Linked DNA regions of Gossypium hirsutum: region 2 is linked to region 1. A link is a contact called in public Hi-C data. All regions are on one chromosome and are shown on one strand. Each heading gives the region's core, a stretch centred on a gene start, on an enhancer-like site or on the middle of the called end of the contact. The rest is flanking DNA. Distances are from core to core; before and after follow the strand shown. Region 1 holds the start of LOC107892726 (diphthine--ammonia ligase). Region 2 holds the start of LOC107926805 (putative lysine-specific demethylase JMJ16).

Evidence for each region. A called contact is a pair of places that touch in the nucleus more often than the background predicts.
Region 2: a contact with region 1 is called in a Hi-C map of leaf, with 2.0 times the contacts expected there. The contact joins the promoter of LOC107926805 here to the promoter of LOC107892726 in region 1. A contact is called at or near these places in 3 of 34 Hi-C or Micro-C datasets (hypocotyl and leaf).

What each region holds. Positions count from the first base shown.
Region 1 is chrA11:106,626,717-106,631,279 of Gossypium_hirsutum_v2.1, forward strand. It overlaps LOC107892726 (diphthine--ammonia ligase), which reads right to left and starts at 2,694. Exons shown (of 12, transcript XM_016817783.2): 1 at 2,394-2,694; 2 at 2,120-2,191; 3 at 1,877-1,956; 4 at 1,149-1,374; 5 at 1,027-1,059; 6 at 762-844; 7 at 576-648; 8 at 1-334. The coding sequence starts at 2,471.
Region 2 is chrA11:106,810,349-106,814,911 of Gossypium_hirsutum_v2.1, forward strand. LOC107926805 (putative lysine-specific demethylase JMJ16) reads left to right here and starts at 2,773. Exons shown (of 14, transcript XR_005904985.1): 1 at 2,773-2,970; 2 at 4,470-4,541.

The DNA.
Region 1 (4,563 bases), core at 1,444-3,943:
GTCCTGATGTATCTTGCAACCAACAACAAATAGAAAATGTAGTATCTTTTTCCGTTTTAGAGAGGTGAAGCCTATGACTTGAAACTTCAATCAAATCATTAACTTCAGGACCAGGCTCGCCTGGAGCTTTGCATTCTTCCAGGTTTACTCCTTGCACTTCGAATATAGAACTGATATTCTCCCGACAGAGATCATTGGTTTTGTTATTACCACTTAATGAGTTGGACTGCTTACTTTCCAAATGAAATTTCAATGGATGCAGCACTCCAACTGGAGCTATGGAATCTGAAGAGTGCAGTACAACTTGGAAGTCATCAAGCATAATTCGAGCATTCTGAAAATTTTAGACCTTAAAAGTTATGAAAAAAAATACTTGCAAAGAATCTGTTAAATGCAACTGAGTTGCAACCCCCCCCCCCTCTTTTATTCAGAACATGAATACTAATTAAATCCTTGGGAATAAATAAAAGAAACTATTAAAATGAAAGAAAGACAGAGTTGGGGTTGAAGGCCAGGGGAAGCCATGAGTAGAAGGTAAATATTTCACCAGGGGACTAGTCAACAGAAAAGCTTACCTGGAAGAGTGGGCAGTCAAGAGTCAGGGTTTCATACTCCCCTCCCTCGCCACATACATTTATTCCATACAAGCTGCCAAAAAGGAGTTCAAAAAGAAAATTTTAAGTTTCCAGCCACACTTGAAATATTAAAAGGTACATCATGCATCACACACACACACACACAGAGGAACAGCACTAACATACTCTTTCAGTTTATGAAGATAAGGTTCCAAGAATGCTATTTCTTTGCCCAAGTGCTTCGCAGGGTCCAGCCCCATGGCTGCAACCTATGGCATAATAATCCAATATGAAACAGACAATACTTCAACTACAATAGATATGATAAAACATCTCATAAAAGAAATAGCTAGAAAGTAAATTTATATAGCACAAGCATGAAAGACATCACATGGTTTCTAAACAAACATTTAAGAACAATAAGAAAGAATTCATCAAAGATAATACATACCTTGACTGTGATAGCCATAATTTCATTCGTTATCTGAACAGTAAAGAACAGACAGTAATATGTGAGAAAAACAAACCATCTAAATTTTTATTAAGTATTCATATTAACAAAATACAAATTACCATTTCTTGAAGAAGCAATGATTGATCTTGTTTCCACAAATATGCCAGAGAAACAAGCCCTAACCTTGAACAGACACTTTCCACCCGTAGCCTTTGATAATCTGACGCAATTGCACCAGAAGAAACTGCTGTTATAGAAGGTATCTGCTTCTTAACTTCATTCAACAAAATAAACATATCTTCAACTTCATCACCCGGTGTCCTTTGGTAGCTAAGTTTATGGTGCCTACAATAATCGCCAAAAGCTTCAGCAAAAAAAAAAAATGTGTATAGTGTTCATTTGTCAAGTTGAAAGGGCATATGCTTAGCTGAAAGTTGACTAAACAGCAGCCCTTCTGAAAATCATCTCAACCAAATATTAAGTAAATTTCTTCATAATATGCCTACTTACAAAATGGATTAACAAATTTTCAATGTTGTAACCAGATCATTATGCTGTGAAAGAGAAATATATGACTTGCCAGCATCATACTTAGTACAATCTGTTAATCGCATGATATGCACACAGAAAAGACTGCAAAGCTCGTAATAACATTGTGTAACTTGAAGGAAATGCCATAACTAAAAAACTGGAAAAGCCCAAGGTACACAACAAACAAAGTAATTGTGAAATGACAAGCAAAGATGCTGCTTTTTTCCCATTTCATAATTGTGATACAAAGTGAAAATCATAAATTCCCTGAACAAAGATGTATGGTTTTACCACAATACTCGTTTAAAGGGCTTGCCTTGTGGATCCTTGTATTCGCCTTCGGAACAATGGAACTCCCATGCATTCTGCATAGCTTACAATTATTTGGTGCCCTACCTGAAAGAAAAAAAAATCAATATTCATGTCCAACTCATGCAAAGAAGCATACTTTGTATACTCTTAACGTCAAACAATTGAAGTAGTATGATTTTGCTACCACTTTCTTACAAAACATAAATAAATAAGTGAAATCAAACGACGAGAATCAGCAGAGACTTACAGTTTGGTACATGTAGCTATCCAACTCATCCACTAAATCATCAGCTGGTAATAAATTAGCCACAGCGACAATCTAAATAAAAAAGCAACAAAGAAGTCAATTTCTTTTAATAACCAGAAATTTTAATTTCTAAGGAAAAAAATGAGGAAAGGACATCTACTAGTACTGCTTTCGGGTACCCTTCTCGTATAAGACACTATAATTCCCAAATCTTTATGAGTTTTTAGTTTAAAATATTGTTGGTATTATTTTCTAGGGAAACAAACAGAAAAACCTGGTGGCCGTATTGGATGCATTTCATCATAGCATAACAGCTATCTTTTCCACCGCTGACTAAAGCAACCACCTTCATTTTCTGTATGTCTGCTGTTGAATCAAATTGCGGAAATTGAATTGATCAATCTCTTACTTGTGAGATGAGACCAGGAGGCCGCTTGGGAAAGGGCTTAGGGTTTAACACACTCTTATTTTCTGTCTTCAAGTCAAAAAAAAACCAGCTCAGCACAGCAGCTTGGTTTGTACGGACAGCACAAATTTACTCTTCGCAAATTGCCACTTCACTTTTTTCTATTTTAGAATTGAAATTATTCCTGGCCCAAAAAAATATTTAACTAAAATTGATTTATTTTAAGCTGTGTTAAAAGTAAAATGTTTTTTTTTATTATATATTTTTATGTTTTGATAATAAAAAAGTACTTATAGTCAATGAAAAATAAGCCGTCGGTTATTTTTCAGAAAAAAATTTCTTTTATGGTTATTTTTTTATAAAAATTAAATTAAATCAAACTTAATATTATTATCTTAATAATAAATTTTATTTTTATTTTTAAAACTATTTTAAAATTATTAAAATATTATAATTTTCAATATTATTAAACATACATATTTAATTATTTATATTTAATCATATAATAGATTATTAATATAATTTATTGTTTTAATAAATTATTTACTATTTTAATTTTATTTAATAATAAATTTTAAAAATAATAATTTTAAGTAATATTCCTCATATATTATTGAAAATATTTAATAATAAATATTTCTTACAATTATAAATATATTAATAATAATTTGTTTGTAGTATAAAAATTAAAATATGCTATATAAGTCCATGTACACTTCATACACTTTGAATTTAGTCTAAGTACTTTTATTTTCAAGAATTTAATCTCTCTACTTTTCAAATTTGAAAATCAAGTCCAATTGTTAACATTATTAATTTTTTTATCAATTTTGTTGATGTCATATTTTTAAATAAAAAATATTTACTTGGTAGTCATGTAACTAAAAAATGACGTTGTAATGAACCTGAATTTAATAAAATATTTTGAATGTATGCAAAAACAATGTGAAATATTAATTTATAGATACAAAATAAAGTCAATTAAATAATGAATGTTTGTTCTATTAAAAACAACTTTTATGAAATATTTTCCAGAAATCCGTCAAACAACATAAAATATTTTACACAGATTCATCCAAACACCAGAAAATATTAGTTTTTCTAAAAAAGTAAATCATTTTTCAGAAGTCATATTCAGTGCAACAACGGAAACTTAATGAAAGCATTTCATGGCAAATATATTTATAAAAAAATTAATATAAAATTTAAACGAGGCTTTAGTTGAAATAATAAAATTAAGATATTAAAATTTTATAGTGCTTTAAGTTCAAATATTATCATATGTATGCATTTTTTGTTAGATTGTATATAGAAATATGAAAAACAAAAACACTATCATAACAATATTTGTTACTTACCAACTAACAATTGCCGTTGTTTGACACATTGCACTCATAAAGAGTGAATATGTGTTTGAACATTGAAAACGACATTATTAAAAGAGGTAACTATAGTCTTTATAAAAAGAATAGATTTTTGATCATTTTTAACTAAGGCTTGTTTGATAAAATGTCAAAAAAATCAACCAACTAAAAATTAATATGTTTGATGACCCACAATAAAATCTACTAGATAGAAACTTCTTTTTCTAAAAATAAAGGTGTGGAAAATGATAATAGATAGAACCTATTTATCACTTAATATAGAATAATTTTAATTTTTTATTTAAATTTATTTCTTTTATGATTATATTATCATTTATCAAACAATCTAATTATACTTGTGTATATAATTTTAAGTAATATACTAAACAAATTTTATAACTTAAATTTAAAACTTATTTTTCAAGTACTTGTTTTTTCAAACATTTATTTTTTATGCACTTAGTTTTTCAATTTATCTAACATAGCTTAAATTAAGACATGTTGATCAACTTAGCTTCTTAAATAGTATTGATATTTTTTTATTTGTTGATACAGTAATACAATAAGGAATGAGTATGGAGGAGAGAGTGGTCGTTGTTGTGGAGGTCAGTTCTCTCACTTGGGATGAAGGGCCAAAGGTTATGAGGAGTGGTAGAGAAGAGAATGTAAAGATT
Region 2 (4,563 bases), core at 1,523-4,022, 180 kb after region 1:
TAATCTAAAATAAATAAAATATGGGCAAGACGAGTCGAATTTGGATTTATATTTCTTAAATTAAACTAGATTTAGACAAAAAGTAAATCTATTTTTAAGTCGAGATAGGCCTGAACTTGAAGAATAAATCTAGATACATTATATAAGCCTAATACAATCCGATTCATGAGCATCTCTAATTAAAACTAATAATTATTTTTATATTATATTTGTCTTTGCTACTATTCTTTGGGGGGTGGGGGGGGGGGTTCAAATAGAATTGTTTGATTGAATTGTTGATAAAATTGGTGATTATTAAGGGGTTATTTGCCAACTGGCTTGGCTAAAAGAAGAGATATTATGATTTTTCCTTTGTGGCTAAGACCTTTTTATGCATTTATTTATTTTAACTTTTGGTATATCCAATTTCCATTTACAAATCATTATAATTTCGTACACGTTACTTTCTTCTTCTTGCTAACCCCTTCTGACCAAAATTATTTGTTAGAATCCAATACTAAGTCTTTCTTGCTTTTGTTCTTACGTGTTTATTTATTATTGTATATAATTACAACATTTTTAATAAAATAAGATAAAACTTTAATAAAAATGCGATTAATTTTAAATTTAGACGACACTTAAAATATTAAACATTTTAATCATTAAATCAATACACAAATTAACTAATAAAATATGAGAATTCACACAAAATTTTCAATACCTCTAACATTGTTATCTAGCAAAAGTATCATTCGCATTTACGGATTTGATTTTTATAACTATAATACTAAAATATTTATAAGCAAAGTTAAGCTAGGTTTGTATCCCAGCAGGGGCGAAACCTTGCCACCCTAAAATTGAATTTTTTTATTTAGATTTTTATTTTTAAATTTAAATTAATAAAAATAAAATTATACTTTTACCTCTTCTAAAAATATAAAATTTTAATTTAATCATTTAAAAATTATAAATATATAAATTATTAAAATAATAAAATTATAATTTTGTTATTATAAAAATTATAATTTAATTTCAACCCCTAAAAAATTGTTCTAATTTTACCCCAATATCCGTTCTATATAAAATATCAGCACACATAATGTTTGTTAAAGCCAAATTGAGCTTGAAATATGGGGATTTAACTTTTGTTTAAATCTACTGCATTTGTAAACAAATAACTTAATTATTTTTTAAATTTTTATAAAGAATTATACTTTTTAAATTTAATATTTAATAAATTTCGAGTCCCGTCGAGTCGAATTAACGAATCTTATTATTTATACTTAATGTTTCATTTACATGGATCGATTATTTTACATACATGGATCGATTATTTTACTAGTAAGTGATGTACAAGCTTTTAGATTAATTTTGAATAAAGGATAAAATGAGAGTGGGGCAATTCGAGAAGGAAAGTAAGACTAATAGGTAAACATTTATCAAAACAACGTAATTTTGCAATTTGATATTTTTTACTTTTAAATTTAGAAAATGTAAACATTTATCAAAACGATGTAGTTTTGTTTTTTCTTATTTAGATTTTCGGATAACTCGAATTAGGGGTAAGAATTCGATCAAATTGAGTGAAACAGTTCGAGTTAAATTAGTAAAATTAATAATGTTAAATTAAAATCGTGTACAATATAACTATTTCCATGTTAGAACACATAAATTTGAAAACTTTTTTAAAGCAAAAAAAAAATTTAGTATGATAAACTTGAATCATTAATCACTTATTTAGATTCCATACTTATTATTTTATTAAAATTTATATATATATTTTAGATTTTTTTAAATTTATACTTTTAAAAATACAAATTTTAAAATTTTTATAAATATTTAAAATTTAAAAAATATTTTCAAAATTTGAAAATTACTTTATTTTTTTGTATTTTTTGTTAAGAGAGATCAATTTGCTTATTTTTAAAATTACCAGGGGCTAAAATAGTATTTATACTAATCTGTTATTCGAATTATTCAAATTGTAAAAATTCAACTCGACTTGAACTCGAAATCCAAAATTTCTTATTCAAGTTGACTTGAATAATTCGAATAACTTAATTTAATTAACTCGAAATTTATTTTTTTAATTTTTTAAATCAGATCAAATTTTGTTCACCCCTATTTATATATACTAAAATTTAGAATTAAGATAATATATATATTTGAAGTTATTTTGAGTCAAATAAAAAGATATAAATAGAAAAATGAATTTCAAATAATTTTCAACTAAATTAGTCATTTAAATTTTTTTCTTTTGTTAAATTTTTTTAACAATTTTTTTATAAATTTTGATTGTATGTATTTTTTTAATACAATATTTATGACTACTTTTAACATTTTTTTAATTACTAAATAAAAATAACACTCTTCAACGCATTTAAAGTAACATTCTTTCGCATCGAATGCCAAATTGAAAGGAGATTCAACTTCCTTTTGTCAAGTTTAGAAATTGACTTTTCAGTAATAATAATGTTTTTAAAATTAAAACGTGATAAATAAATAAATGACCTTATAGAAATAGTCGGTCCATACTATAGTTGATGCCAGTGTGAGAAGAAAGCAGAAACTTTTATCATTTGTTCCATGCGGCGTCCGCAGGAAAGGAAAACAGCCCACAGGTAAATAAATTAATTAAATTTACAAAAAAAATTTATCCTGAATTTTCTCATTTACCTTTTTCTTTTAATTTTTTATTCATCCATTAATGAAAAACCTCTTCACCTTCTCCTTCCTATTTTCCCCAAATTACCCCTCTCAATAAATTAAATACCGTTTATGCTTTCAATTGCTTCATAAAGACACAACAAAAAACTGAAACAAATTTATTAGGTCTATAGAAATTTAACCTTTTTTTATTAAAAATTGAATTTTCAATTTATGAAAATCTGTTACTTCTTGAAGCGGTGAATTAATTAATCTTCCATATTTACCCTTATCATCTTCATTCTTTTCCTTGGAATTGTTCTGCGTTCAGATTTTATTTTGCAGGTAGGGGTTTTGATGGTCATATTTGGATTTGTGGGGTACCCTTGTAAAACAAGGAATTTTAGGAAAAAAAAATATTATTGGTTTTTTATTTTATCAAAAAAAATAGTAACCTTTTTTTTCCCTCTGTTGATTTTGATTTTTCTTCTGGTGTTAGGGTTAGGGTTAGGTTTAGATCCGTTTAAAATCAGATTCAACTTTTCAATTCGTTTCCACTTTATATTTTTCTAAAATTTTTATTATGGTTTTAAATTTAGAAAATTTTTAGTGATTCCTTTTTCTCCCTGAAAAATTGGTCTAGTCAAAAGGAGTTATTTCAGCTGCTTAAGTGAAGTCAAATTATAGAAATCTTTTGGATCATGTAAGCTCCATTTTTTTTAATTTATTTAATTTTTAGATTTATTTTTAGGGAAATTTTTCTTGAATTCCCTTTTGTCTGATGATGACTATAAAATAGGAAACTAGAATTTTATGAGCTGTATTTTATTTTCTTTTGTTCTGAAAATTTTCTCGATCAAATTATTTGTTTGTGTTCTTTTAGGGTTTAGGACTGCTTAATCAATTGGGAAAGTAATGCAGGACCTCGACCATGGATTTAGCTGGACATTTATGTAGCAAATTGTGTTTAGGTCTCCTGATTTGATTCTCTTTATATATATATAAAAAGAAAACCGGAAAATCTGTTCATGAGTTTGATTTTCAATCTTATCTTTGCATATGAATTTCTGAAGGCTACAGTTGATGAGTTTTATTGATGAAAAAATTTCTGATCCAAGAAGGGTCTGCATGGTGTTATTTTCCTGTTATGTAGAACTTTCTGGAAATATTATTTTTAGAAATTTTGATTGCAAGGTTACATATTTGAAGGATCATGATTTTGAAGGTAGAAAAATCACATAGATTTCGACTGCATCATTGCTTCCCTGGTTTTAATCGATTATATAAAAAATGAGAATGCATTAGTCTTGTTGATTCACCTAATTAGGCTATACTAATAATTGGGGTAGGAGTTTTATCAAATGAATCTTATGGCTCTTTGTATAACTTCAGGTGGTTAGATACAAAATTATATTTGTATCTTCATTTCAGCTATTATCTATGGCATGATTATAGGATTTGGGGATTGACTTACGCATGAGTCAAAGGAAATATGATTTATCAAGTGTTAGGCCAGCAACATACTTCAGCATTGACCCTTACAAGTATAGCGAGAATGAAAATTTATACCAGGGATAAGACTAAAGCATAAATCTTGTGAATTTTATATTATGCGGTCTCTCTCTCATTCTCAATTAGCAATTATCAGTATCAAATATGCAGGAATATGGTCATGCCGTGTTCTTAGCATCCTCATATCTTCTTAGTAGTACTGAATTGTGGTTTTCTGGAGAAAACCTGGGATTTATTGTAACAGTTAATGGTTTGATTTTGGAATGGAGTGAAGCTTTTGGATTATGTTTGTCTATTTGTTTTCTGAATAACTGCTTTCTATTTCTGTGTAGATAAAGTTGCTTTTTACAGCAGTTCAGAATTATGGTTAGGATGTTGGGATGCTGAATTGATTCTTAATTAAGGTAGGCCTGTTTTGCATTCGAC